3 separate regions of the Mus musculus genome follow, and all the other regions are linked to region 3. The links are chromatin contacts, called in public promoter capture Hi-C maps. All regions are on one chromosome and are shown on one strand. Each heading gives the region's core, a stretch centred on a gene start, on an enhancer-like site or on the middle of the called end of the contact. The rest is flanking DNA. Distances are from core to core; before and after follow the strand shown. Region 1 holds the start of Car4 (carbonic anhydrase 4). Region 2 holds the start of Usp32 (ubiquitin specific peptidase 32). Region 3 holds the start of Bcas3os1 (breast carcinoma amplified sequence 3, opposite strand 1).

Region 1 (4,457 bases), core at 437-2,936, 760 kb after region 3:
GACTGAATTTTAATGGACCTTGCTCACTCTGACGGAAGGGGGAAAGACTCCAGTAACCAGTTCAGCAGAACAGGGTATGCCCCGAGCAAAGTCTTCGAACTACCTGGCTAGGAATCTCAGTGCTCCAAAGGGCTGGGATATCCCTTCTCTCTGGGATTTAATGCTGAGGATTTGTTTACCAGCTACCTGTGCACTTTCCAGTTCCGCCAGGACTATGCATGAAGGAAGGTGGTCCTGCCACTAAAATGGGAACTGTTGTGTGAAGAAGTCAGCTGAGATGGAGTCCTACCTACATGGCCCCAGGTCACTGGCCAGGTCTCATGACCTTCTTGTAGAGTGCTTTCTGCCCAGAGCCCAAGGACACTGCCTAAACTCTTATACTCTTTATCCTTAAAACAGCACCCAGGAACACAACTACTAAACCCGGTTTGTAAACGACAGAATACTTTATACGTCTTAACCAACGTGAACAGCTACAAGGCACTGGTTAATTTAAAAACATTTTCCTTTTTACTAAGTCGTTTTAAGTGCCCAACCCCTAGACACACACACACACACACACACACACACACACACTCCGCCCTTTAACATTATATTAGTTGCTCTTTTCCCTCCACTAAGAAGGAGTTGTTGCAAGATGCCTTACATCCTCCAAACTAAGTCCTGCAACGGGGAATACTCTCTCTCCTTCTGGTCTGAGAGACCCCTCACGTCCCCACCGTACGCCCCACTATCCATTCCAGGGCAGAGCACCCAACTCTGGAAGGGAGTTCTGGCCCGTTGGACGGGAAAGCTTCCCTGCGGACTAAGAGATGAAGTCTTCGTGAAGAGCTATGGGGTATTGGAGAAGGTGCCAACCGCTAGAATCGCCTTTAGCTCCTTATCAAATATTAACACGCCTCTACCTCCACCTCCCACCTAGAAGAATAATTAAGAGCTCGGTCTCACCATTAATCTTTAAACGAAAATCACCTTGTCTGGAAAGACCGGCTTGGCCAGGGACTTGGGTCTTAGGATGCCCCCCGCCAGGCTCCCAATCCAGCACTGGGGGAAGGGGAGAAGGGAGCTTGAAGCTCAGAGGGCAGGACCCTAGAGTCAGAAGAAGGGAACACCGGGACCCCAATACATCCAACCTGCTGCGCTTGTTCTGGGTGGGCAACAGTTACCGGTTCAGAGTCTCTGCAGGACAGTCGGCCACTCGCCACCCACGGGCAAACCCAGGAGAACCAAGGTGCGAAAAGGACCGTGGATCCAGGCGGGTCAGAGAAGCATCCTCACCACAGATCACACGAGCGTCCAACACGCGGACACCCCGCGGCCACACACATGCGAGCACACATCCCCCTCTCCCGCAGCCTCCCGCGGACACGTGTAGGCGCCCCCGCTCACACAACCAGGTCCGCTGCAGCCTCACGGTTCCCTGCACGAACAACGCGCAGCCGGAGCGCGCTAGCAAGGGTACCGGGTCCTGGGGGCGCAGAGGGTCACCCGAGGATACCTTCAGTAGAGGGGGCCACGTATGCCAGCGCCAGCAGAGCAAGAAGGAGCTGCATGGTGCTTGAGGGGAAAGACGCTGCCCAGCCTAGGGTCAATCACCAATGAAGCCACCCTAGGCGTCGCGATCATGCTGGTGGAGGCTTTATAGCAGAGCCACGACCTAAGGGAGCCCGGACGGCTAGACGTGGGAGTCGGCTCCTCCTCCTGGCGGAGCCTCTCTTCGCCTTGTCCAGTCTCAGATCGGAAAGAATCATCTCCCCGCCTACCTTGCTACCTTGCTACCTTCGCCCATGGCGAAAAGACCCCTCACCCACTCCGCATCTTCAGGGCTTAGAAGCGGAGTATCCCCACCTTGCCCCCATCCTACTCCTGTTAACTGATTCCGGAAGAAAGATGAGCTATCCTCAGGTACCTGACCCACGGGGTATCTTCCCAGACTCGTAACTTCCATCATGCTGCCACCAACTGTTCAGGGTCTCCTAGTGTGTCCTTGTAATAAACTTGATTTGGGGCAAGATGGAGCCAAATGGTCTCAGGGAGACGGAGAATCGAGACGGTTGAAAGCTTTGCAATGCTGTTTGTTGAAGAGATGCCCGGTGAGAGGCTCTTTGAGGAAGCGGTAGCTGACGCTCCAGTCTCATCTTTTTCCTTCCTGGCTATTCCAAACTTGATTTTGTTTTGCGTTTTCTTTCTCGGGACTGGAGATGATGGTTATGATGACGACGACGAAGATCCTCCTCCTCCTCCTCCCCACCCCCACTCCTTTTCGTTCCCTATTTCTCATACTAGGCAAGCACTCTACCACTGAGTTACATCCAAACTCAATTTTAAAGAAACCAAGACCCGTCTTCCTACCTAGAACTAAGCTCCCTAAAACGTGGTTACTGGTGGGTCTTGTGCTAAGCCAAGAAGATGGGGTGGAGTGGAGAGTCGGGGGGCTGGAAAGGGTATGGAATTAAGGGGATGGGAAAGTGAGGAGGGGGCACGGAGACACAGTAGAAAATTGGTTTACTAGAAAAGCCCACGATGTCATAGGGGAAAGGACTGGTGCTTTTGAGATCTGATGACAGTAGATGACAGTTGGGGAAGAGAAAAAAAACTAAGGATCTGGATATATCCCTAATTCTCCCATCAGACAGGAAGAGTCCTCAGCAAAGAGTAAACGGTCTCCCATATCTGGGAAATGGATCTGGCCTCACTTCCAGGCAAGCACTACTTGTTACTCTCTGTGGAGGTCCCTTACATCTCACAGATGGGGAGTCTGCGCATCCCTGGGGAGTTTCTAGGACAAGTCTGGGGAGATGAACAAGGAATAGCAGTACACCTGGACTCCTCCATCAACAGGAAGCCCTATTTTTCTGGTCCAGCTACTTCCCTATCCGTTGCCAAATTCTCTTCACATCACCCTCTCCCTGCCCCAGCACCAGCCTTTGAACCTCTGTAGGGGAACGACTCCATCAGAACAATCCAAGCAAAGGAGCTTCCTCCCTTCTTGAGTCTGGCCTGCTCCTCTCTCTGGCCTAGGATCACAGCCTACACCGGCAGCTTTGATCCTACAGAGAGGTTGGAGGAGGGTGTCCTCACCAGGCTTAGGGTCTCATTGTCTGCTTCTGCTCTGGAATTTAACCTCTAACCTGGGATCCTGGCATTCCACGCTCTTTGAGCCTTATTTGAAGAGTGGATTTGTGTTTGTGGGGCTGACAATGTCCCTTTTAGGAATGACAGAGGAGGAGTTAAGGATCTAGGCTGTCTCTGTGACCTAGGCCAGCCCCCTGACAAGCAGGGGAAAGATTTGATAGCTTGAGCAGGCTATTATCCATCAGTGATTTCTGTATTTATTTCCAAAGACCCATAGCACTGGGACCCCTGGAAGAGAGTATGGGAAGTAGGATGTGTTCGGGGCTTCCAGGAGGCCCCTCTGAGGAAGGTACTTCTGGGGGACACAAGTTATGACACCTCACCCAAGTGTTTCCATCTGACATCTCTGACTCCTTAGTGTCCTTGTTATAACATCCTTCTTCCTGCATGTCCCACCCCCATCTTCCCCCGTTCCCAGGGATTTAATGGGCCATAAACCTGCCAGCTCAGGATGGGAAAGCCCTGCTCAGGGTCTGAGCAGAAGCACTTTCTCCCTCTTTTTTTTTTTTTTTTTTTTTTTTTTTGGTTTTTCGAGACAGGGTTTCTCTGTGTAGCCCTGGCTGTCCTGGAACTCACTTTGTAGACCAGGCTGGCCTCAAACTCAGAAATCCGCCTGCCTCTGCCTCCCGAGTGCTGGGATTAAAAGCATGTGCCACCACGCCCGGCTCACTTTCTTTCTCTTACTTAGCCCAAAATCCTGAGTTCAAGTCTTTGCTCTTCCTCTGACTCAGTGATGGCCTTGGGAAATTTTCCCTTCCTTCTGAGTGCAACTTCCTCCTCTATAAAGGGGGGTGGGGATGGGGAGAAGATGACAGAGTGGAATCCTGTCCCCATGACCTCTACCAATAAACAGATACTGGGAACCCACCCAGTCCTGTCACAACTAAGTTTGCTAGGCCTGGGTGTGACTAGACCCATGGACTATTCAAATGTGAGTCACAGTGCTTGTCCACAGGTTTTCCCTTGTGTGGCCCTGCCTGGGACAGGGAAGACAGTGGAAAGCTAAGGGTTCCACCTTAGTGAAGCAGAAGAAAAAGACAGGACAAATTATGAGGACTGAGAAGAGAAAGGAACCCCTCAGCCCAGGGTCTGGCTGAAACCTCTCCCCAGCTTCAAAAATCCCAGCATAACTGGCATTTACTTTTCTCCTTATGAGTACGCCTGCAGTTTATGAATCTTACCAGAAACCCGCATCATAGAGCCAAAGGATTTCTTTGTTGTGCCCCTAAGTTAGTCCCTGATTTTGCCTCCAGATGTCAGTCGCCTCCAAAGACCCCATAATCTCCCTTATCAAAGATAAATAGAAATGCCAGTGTAATGGC
Region 2 (4,334 bases), core at 893-3,392, 580 kb after region 3:
AACTCGTAAGGATTTTTGCTCCTCACAGCTGAAAGCTTTAGTTTCCCTTCAAAATAATCTATTTCAGAATTCATACTGTATAGGATGACTGTTTTGTCTGAGGCTACACTGAACGGATCACATGGAAATGAAAGGGTTTGGATTATATCCTCAACTTCCTGATCCATGGGCTTTTAGTACTACAACTAATCTCAGGTCTTACTGAGTGCCTCAGAGAACTGGAAAAGGCAGTGTTGTGACTAAGGCTACCACGCTGGAGATCTGGTCCACCAGGAAAGTAGAGAAACACTTTTCGCTGGCAGGGCATGTGACTATCAGTCGGCTTCAGGAACTGAAATCATTTTTTGCCGGGCCTAAATGATCTAATTGGCACCTCCAGTCTCCTCAGATCAAACAGCTATTGTTTTCAATGTTTCCTTATTGAGAAGCTTCATGGCATGACTTTCTTTTTTTTTTTTTTTTTTCTGTTTTCTTTTGCCAGTATTTATTTTTATTTTTATTTTTTTTTCCATTTTTTATTAGGTATTTAACTCATTTACATTTCCAATGCTATACCAAAAGTCCCCCATATCCACCCACCCAATGGCATGACTTTCATGGTGAAGACAGATACACATCAGAGTGAAAATGAAATGGGAACCAGGTGTGGGGCATAGGCTTCCAACATCTGGAGGCAGAGACAGGAGGACTGCCACAAGTCCCAGTCCAGGCAACTGCTAGAACTTGTCTCACTGGTTCCCCCACCCAGAAAAAGGAAATGGAAAAACATTCCATTGTGTTTATACACCACATTTTGTTTACTAACTTATGACATTTATTTTTAACGTTTTGACTATTGTATATACTATAAATGCTGAGTGCATAAATAGCTGTTCACACATCCCTTTAAAGACATACTTCGGGACTATATACTGAGAAGTGGAATTGCTGAACCACATGCCTGATATGCTACAACACAATGAGCCATGTTAAGTGAAATAAGCCAGTCACAGGAGAAATGTAGTTGCCTTGATGAACCAACATTACTGTTGAAAGTTTCAGTTCTCTACTAGATCAAGTAGTCCTGAAGATAAACTAAGACTGAATAACGATGTAAATGTTAATGCTACTAAATTCACACACACACACTATATACATATGTATTATACATAAAATATATGTATTTTAAAGCAAGCTACTCAGTTTTGAACTGTCTCATTTTTAGAGGGCAAGTGTTTGGTTGAAGCATGAAGGTGGCAGGGCTGGGTGTGGTGTTTCTTGTAGAACCAGTACATGGGAAACTGAGGCACGCGAATCTACAAGTTCGAGGACAGCCTGGGTTACAAAGCAGAACCCTGCGTCAGAAACAAACACCCAAAACAAAACATCTAATGCGGCTTAAAAAAATTGGGGGAGGGAGGCAACAGGTTCAGAGGGAAAAATGGACCAACATAGTGGCTTGGGCCTCTGAAAGAAAAGCTAAGGCAGCCGCGTTTGGAGAATGGGAAGGCGTAGAAAGTAAAATACTGCGACAAGGTCCACTGCCCTGTCCTGAGGCTCCATCTCTAGAAGGAAAAAGAGGTATCTTCTCAGAGAAGCCGTGAGTCTCATCTTCCACTTCTGCCAACATCCCCCGAACGTTAGGGGTCCCCCGCCTGCCCGCTCCTTTTGTCGCCCGCACCGCTTTCCTCAGACCCCCCCTGCTCCCTAACATTCCCCTAGTCTTCCAAGGTGGGTCGCGGCCACCGCAGCACCAACCGTCATCGCTCCGGCCCCGCCCGTCGAACGCCAGAACGTGGGGGGCGGGAAGACCCGTCCTCGGGCGCCCCGGAAGTCACTGCCCTCTTGGCCAGCTGAGCGCCGCGGCGGGATTCGAGGCCTAGGATTGGCAGGAAGATAGGGATGACGTGCTACGTGTGGCGAGGCCGCCCCGCCCCCCCTGCGCGCTCTTAGCGTGGGGTGGGGCGGAGCGTGGCCCCCCGGCGGCCATTACCCGGAACCGTCCCGGGCCTTGGGTCAGGTGACCCGCGGCGGTGCTGGCGGGAGGGCGGGGTGGGGGCGGAAGGGAGGAGAGGAGGAGTGAGGCGAGACGCGAAGGGAGGAGAGAGAGGAGAAGGGCGGAGTAGGAGGGAGGGGAAGGGGGCGGGGTGGGAGCGGGTCACGTGACTCGGCATGGAGGCGGCGGCGGCGGCCGGGAGGAGTCGCTGGGGCAGAAGCCGCACTTGTTAGTGTTGGGGGAGGAGGGGGCCGGGGACGCCGACACCGTCAGCCGGCGACGCCGCGAAGGAGGCGGGAGGGGGGTGGGGGCGAAAGCAGGCTCCGACCCCCGGCCGAGGGGATGAGGGGAGCATGGGCGCCAAGGAGTCACGGATCGGATTCCTCAGCTACGAGGAGGCGCTGAGGAGAGGTGAGGGGGAGGGGTCGAGTGAGCTGCGGGGAGGCCAGCGCGGAGCGCCCAGGGGTGGGTGGCCGGAGGGAGAGGAGGCTGGGGCGTGGGGTGCCTGGCGAAGGACCCGGGAGGCCAGCCGTGGGAATATCGAGGGCAGGGAGGTGGAAGGGGAAGCGGGGTGTGGGAATTGGGGCACTAGGGGAGGGGGCGAAGCTTTGGCAGTGACGGGGGTACCGGGCGCTGGCTGGCCATTGCCGGTGCACTCGGTTGGCGTTGTTATCTTGTTTAGGTGCAGGGAAGCCCTGACCATCGGTTCTTGGGTGGCTCAACCCTTCCAGGCCCCCTCATCCTTCAGTGCCATTTTCTCATATCACTCTTTCATTTAAAAAAAAAAAAAAAAGCCTCCGACAACATCCTAATCTGGTTTCTAACAGCATTGGCTGGAGGAGAAGACAGGGCGTTCTGTTTTGCTCCTGGAAGTCCTTTTCTATTAGGGAGCCTCTGGTTTTCCCAGGGTCTTTGCCTCTCTGTTGAGGGCGATGACTATCCTTCCATTTACTCCTGCCATCCTTCACCCTTTGAGCGGTTGACTTTGATTAAGAACGACCTGAAAGTGAAGTTGTGTTTAAGGTGAGAACAGATTAGACAGCTGATGTTCATAAGACCTTGTCTTAGGTTTCCTCTCCTCGGACATTGATCAGACGGTTTTAGTACACTTGATTCCCAGTTCTTACCCCCTCGCTCCCTTAAAATGGCATTCGGAAACCCAGCATTGTGATACTGTATTACAGCTCCCTTCAGAGACTGGCCTTGCTGTCAACGGCTGCTGCTCTTGGCTCTGATTCACACTGTGTTGTTAATAGCCCCCAACCCCCTACCACTTACTCTGATACGATTGTCAGTGTAAAGCTCGTGCTAACTGGAAGTGTCTTGCACAGTTTATGGCCGGAATGTGACTTAATTTTTCATGACTGAGATTTGAGAGTGTGTCTGTGTGGTGCTTGTAGTTCTCTTTGATGTTTAATGGATTTTCTTGGTAAGAAGTGAAAAACATTAAGCAGATTAGTGGCCAGACATTATTGTTAACAGATTTCTAAGACCAAAATAAATAAATAAATAAATAAATAAGTAAATTCAGTCATGCGCCAGGTGTTTTTAGTAGCTTGGGATAGAAACTTAAAATATGATGAAAAAGACATTTTAAAGTGAGGATTTAGAAATGAGATCTAGTTCATATACAAAGAGAAATAAGTTCATTGGACCCACAACCTAATAAACAGAAAATAAGATACAGAATTGTAGCTGCATCAATTTTGGGGCTGAGCAGAATAGCGAAAATACACCTTTTAGTGGTTCTTCCTTACCATATCTGCATGATGATTATTCTTTTTTTTTTTTGTTTTGTTTTGTTTTGTTTTTTCGAGACAGGGTTTCTCTGTGTAGCCCTGGCTGTCCTGGAACTCACTTTGTAGACCAGGCTGGCCTCGAACTCAGAAATCCACCTGCCTCTGCCCCCCCAAGTGCTGGGATTAAAGGCGTGCACCTCCACCGCCCGGCTGCATGATGATTATTCTTAAGTACAATCTTACTTGAACTTTTTCTCTCTGTTTCAGTATGAGAAATATTCCAAATTCTTGATTTATTTCCAACCCTAGTAGACCAGTCACTTCCTGAATTCTGTTGAGCTTGACAGGTCTGGGGGCAATTAGTCTATGGCTTACATGGCATGAAATAGGGCACAGTCAAATGATTTACAGCTGTTCAGAAGTGTTCCTTAAGTTTAAGGGTGTGAATACCAGTGATATACCTGGCGTTAAGAAATTCTAAAATTAAACTTTTATTCCAGCTCTTGTTGATTTACTTTATATCAAATTAAGATTGTGTATTTTGTTTTTTTGAGACAGGGTTTCTCTATGTAGGCCTGACTGTCTGAACATCATTTTGTAGATCATGCTGGCCTTAAACT
Region 3 (4,941 bases), core at 944-3,443:
GAAACCAGGGTTTCATGTGCTCAGCAAGTGCTTGGCAGCTGAGCTACACACCCAGTCTGCATTCCCCCGGACTTTCCAAACAGCAGCTACATGGCCTCTAGAGAGGCCAAGGCAGAAAGATGAGTGTTCAGCTTTGTCCTTTCAATTTATTTTGTTTGTCTTTTGTTTTTGAGACTGGGTCTCACTTTGTAGCCATGGCTGGCCTAAAACTCATTATGTATATAGGGGCTGGCCTTGAATTCATAGAGATCTGCCTGCTTCTGCTTCCTGAGGGCTGGGATTCAAGTCACCATACCTAGCTTTGTCTCTCTCCATTTCTTACCTTTTCTCAATATACTGTATAGCTCGCATAGAAATGGTGTGAATAGACACCCTTGTTTCATTTCTCTTCATAAAAGAAACCTCAAGTGACAGGTGGTGGCACACACCTTTAATATCAGTGCTCAGGAGACAGAGGCTTAGAGCCAAGGCTACTGAGGGAAAACATGTCTTGGAAAACCAACAAAACAACCCCCCTAAAGAACAAAACCACCTCTGGCTTCATAAAACCAAAACAAAGCCCACCCTAAACACTAGGGCTCTGCCTGTTTCCTTCTATCTTTGAATCGTTAAACTAAGCCTAAAGTGCCGAAGAGTCATGCTAACGCCACACCAGTTGCTATGCCATCTCCGGATACCTCCGAAAGAACACATTCGAGGCGTTGGTAGTCCAGGCTAGCCTTAGAATACTGGAGGTAGCCAAGGTGCTCTTAAACTTCTGATCCTCCTGTCTCAGCCTCTCAAGTTCAAGGGCGATTAAGCATGAACCTCTGTGCCCAGATTCTAGAACCAGAAGCCTGCCAGGCTCTGGCCCAGCTGTGACCCCTGACTCAGGCATAGCTAGTTCAAACAAGAAGGTTCAATCTATTCCTGTGCATTTATGCGAAGACCAGCATGTCCACCCGAGATCATGAAGATGGTCCCATCCAACAGCACATCAGTTACCATTTTAGGTTTTGAAACTCGGGGGGAAAACATGCAGGGAAGAAATAAACAGCTTTTTTTTTTTTTTAATGTAATAACTGAAGAGTAATGAGGTTGGAAAACAGATGTGGACAGAGGGGAAATCTTGCTACAGTGTGGCCCACACAATCTGGGGAGGAATGATAAAAAGAAAAAACAACACAACTTTACAAGCTGTTTTGAGCCTGGAATTAAAAGGAGTAATCAAGCAAGGCTGCCTTATAAAGGGTCAAGGGGTAGCATCCTGCAGCGGAGAATAAGCAGAGCCCCTGCTCCTGGCCAGCTCAGGCCTCAGCCTGGGAAGAAAGGCTTCCCGGGGCAGCAGCTCTGCAGAGCAGATTCTTGATTCAGTGTTTAATAACTGCCATCTAACCTCCTTCCCCTGCCCACCCGCTCCCCAGGGAGGTACTTCCCTAATGGGTTAGCCCTTTTTAGTCTGGTTTTAGTCTCTGGCTCTTTATATTCTGAGTCGGGCAAGGGGGGGTGGGGTGGGGACCTCAGTCTATTCCTGTGACTTCCAGGCAAAATGTGTCAAATTAGATAAATGTGTCCGAGGCTGGGTTGCGAGCAGAGCACACTCACTCTTTCAATGGTCTCTTCCCACACCCCTTTCACCATGTCTGCCTCTCAGAGTCTATTCAAATGCATAAAACAATTCCAACTGAATCTTCACATGGGGTGTCTAGGGTTTTTTTGTTTGTTTGTTTGTTTGTTTGTTTTGTTTTTGTTTTTTTAAGCTTAGTATACATCACATTTGGGGAGCAACAGAGAGATGTGAATAGAGAGACCCCCAAGCCTGCCCTGTTTCTGAGGTTACCCACAGGAAGGCAACTCCCTTCTACGCCTGTGGCATTGTTTTGTTTATTACGCAGTGACTGTCAGGACACTTATCAGTTTACTAAACTGTGTTAGTCTGTACAGAGTGTCTCCCGACGTGGGGCTGTGAGAGAGCAGCCGTTGCAGTTGTCTGACTTGGCTTCTGAAAGCCTTCAACTACTGAAGTCCAGCCAGCATCTAATTTTACCCGTGAGTTCCAGGAGAGAAGAAAGCTGGTGGGAAGATTACAGAGTTCCTTGAAGCCCTGACCTACAACAGGAAGAGAGTTGTCAGCCGTCATGTCTCTCACCCTAAATTCCAAGGCAAACAACAGTGGCTGAACATTTTATAACACGTTCCCATTGTAAAATTGCATATTCCAGAAACCCGATGCTGGCTCCCTCATTTTCCATAGACCTCATGTAAGTACCAGCGCATGATCTTAAACTGAATATTTTTACTTGAGCTTTTCACTTCCAATTTGTCGAATGTACTTTGGCTTCTCTGACTTTCTTGTAAGGCGGTGGCAATCTGTTTTCACACTAACTCTTGTATGCATTCGGCTCATATCACTGAATTGGCGACCTGGGAATCTCTGAGGACACTGGTGTAAACGAATCACCACCGGGGTCTCAGGGGCTTTCTGTAAAGAGCGGGAGAAGGAGACTTTCCAGGTCTTTCGGCTCACCCGTCAGCAAGTTACTTCACTTCTCCTACACTCACCTGTGAAACGGGTGTATGAACAGCCGCGGCAGGGCAAATGTGAGGACTGATGACAGCCTACTTCGAGGGAGCTGCGCACAGTGCTTAACACAGAGAGGCATTGTCAAGTCTGTCCAAAGCAATGGGGAGAGTACCCACAGTCCTGCTCGGTGAGATGCCACAGTGGCACTCCTTTGGACAAAAGATGACCTCAAGTGCCCTAGAAGCACTAAGGGGATCAGCCAACAGGAGAGTTGGAGAGATAGGGGGTGTCTGGTGTCTACGGGAGATCTCCAACCTGATTGCCCTAGGCCAGGAATGGACAAGTGCCCACTCGAAGGCTGGTGCCCTTGGAACAGAACATGAGCCTCTTAGAAGTAGGTTGATGGAAAGGAAAAAACAAAATGGCTGGAAAAGTTCAACAGGTTCATTGAGCTCCAGATGCTAACCAACCTGCTTTCAGGGGTAGCACTTCCCATTGTTGCCAGAGACCGGTAAAGGACGGTAACAGACAACCTCAGCTTGGCCTGTGAGACAGATCACCTGGGCCCAAGCCCTGCAGCAATTACTGTGCTATGAAAGGCGGAGCTGGACTCTAATAAGTGAGAACAAAGAGCCAACCACCCTGGAACATTTAGCAGACCTCTGGGTCATTATCTGGCTCAGTTTCAGTGTTCTCAAATTCTGTGTGCTCTCGAGAAGAATGGAGATCCACAGATTAGTCCTCTGGGCACCCCTTATTATCCTCAGGTCCCTTCAAAATAAAAACACAAGTAAAAGTAAAACCCATCTAGCAGCTGCTACTACTTCAGCACTGACAGCATACTGGGTGCTACCTTTGCAAGAGGGAACCAGTTAGAAAGGGCTCAGATATAGAAAAGTGATATCCAGTACCAGCCAGGGAACAGCAAGGTTCTTTCTGGCACCCAAACAAGCTCTTTAGGAGAGAAGGGCTGTGCATACATAGACCCTTGGGTTTAAGAAGGAAACTCATCATCTAATCAGAAATGAAACAAGAATCCTCAAGAGCTCAAGGCTCATGGCAACATCTGTCAGTCTAGAATGGATTAATAAAATTACAAGGGATGGTAAAAATCTTATCTCAGAGGAATTACAAACACAAGTCCATATGCTACAACAGGATGGGACAGTCAGTGGTCAATATTTGGCCAGTGTTCTCTGTTTCCTCCCCTGTAAGACCAGAACACATGACAGAGGGCATATCCCAGGCCCATCACCCTTATTAGAAGGCCAGGGCGTAAGGAGTGAGCATCTTTCTGCTATAATACTTAATCCATTTTGTGATGTGTTCATGGGAATTTTGGGGAAGACCCTGCTGGAAGGAGGGCTCGTCAGAGGCGAGGGGCACGAGCACATGAATGAAGCTAGGAAGGTAAGGCATGCTAGGGAGATGCTTAGTAACAAGTCTGTCACACACACAGGGCTCCTCTAGGCAAGAAGTGGGAGTCGAGACGGAAAGCATCAGTTAGAACTGAAGTGGAAACAAGAGTTTGGGAAGTGTGTGCACACGGCATGTGCATTTCACTGAACAGTCATGAGCCCCCTGAGCAGCTTGTTGCTCGTGTTTGAACAGACTAAACGAAGGTCTCATATTTGTTGCAAGGCTGTCACTTCTTGGATTATATGATGGGTGGTCCCAGATCCATTTCTTCCATCATACCTCAATTGAGACATTATTTAAAGGCAGCAACATATAAGTCAACTGTCTTTCATCTCTAGGATGGAACCCCAGGGTCCTGAACATGTTACACAAACCTTTACCACTGAATTATGTTCCTAACCCTTGGCTTTGAAAGACAGTGTATGTTAGACTTGAACTTGCTAAAAGCCCTGGATGGCCTTGAGCTGACAATCCTCCACCTCCAACTCTAGAATGCTAGGCTCACAGGTATGTACCACCATCTGGTTCATTAAGGTTTTTGAGGAGAAAAATGCGTTGACATGAGAAAACTTCAGTTATTTTGGTTAAGATTCTTGCATGACTACTGGAGTATTCTAGTTAGGAGAGATTGAGTATATTTGTAAAGAAATGATTGAGTGCATGTGAAGAAATGACTGAAGATGTGTCAAAAGCCAGGATCAGTCTCTTTATCAGCTATATCATTTTTGTGCTGTTTTCTAAGCTTTAAGGCAAACATCTAGAGGTTTTTGAGAGGACCTGATGACTTTCATGGAACCATACTTAAGAACTACACTGAGTTCTTGCCTTTCTGCAGGTTGACGCCTGGGGTTGCTAATAGTTCTTGGGCCATAGGACAGAAATAACCCTAAACCTCTTAGGTTCCTTATGAAGTGACTGTTTTATGTGGCCCTGTCTCCAGCTGGCATTACCATCTAACTCCTCTGTGCCTTCCTTGGCTATCTCCAGCTGGCATTACCATCTAACTCCTCTGTGCCTTC

What was found. Promoter capture Hi-C pulls out the DNA fragments that hold promoters and counts their contacts.
Region 1: a contact with region 3 is called in a promoter capture Hi-C map of hematopoietic stem and progenitor cells, with 2.0 times the contacts expected there. The contact joins the promoter of Car4 here to the promoter of Bcas3os1 in region 3. A contact is called at or near these places in 4 of 39 promoter capture datasets (hematopoietic stem and progenitor cells, liver and trophoblast stem cells) and 1 of 9 other capture datasets (embryonic stem cells).
Region 2: a contact with region 3 is called in a promoter capture Hi-C map of stem cell-derived epiblast-like cells, with 4 times the contacts expected there. The contact joins the promoter of Usp32 here to the promoter of Bcas3os1 in region 3. A contact is called at or near these places in 3 of 39 promoter capture datasets (embryonic stem cells, liver and stem cell-derived epiblast-like cells).

What each region holds. Positions count from the first base shown.
Region 1 is chr11:84,954,983-84,959,439 of GRCm38.p6, reverse strand. Car4 (carbonic anhydrase 4) reads right to left here and starts at 1,686. Exons shown (of 8, transcript NM_007607.2): 1 at 1,499-1,686. The coding sequence starts at 1,553.
Region 2 is chr11:85,137,763-85,142,096 of GRCm38.p6, reverse strand. Usp32 (ubiquitin specific peptidase 32) reads left to right here and starts at 2,142. Exons shown (of 34, transcript NM_001029934.1): 1 at 2,142-2,386. The coding sequence starts at 2,329. It also overlaps a transcript of 1700125H20Rik not described here.
Region 3 is chr11:85,716,996-85,721,936 of GRCm38.p6, reverse strand. It overlaps Bcas3os1 (breast carcinoma amplified sequence 3, opposite strand 1), which reads left to right and starts at 2,193. Exons shown (of 6, transcript NR_045875.1): 1 at 2,193-2,240. All of the region lies in intron 22 of Bcas3 (breast carcinoma amplified sequence 3), which reads right to left. RefSeq lists an enhancer at 1-3,866.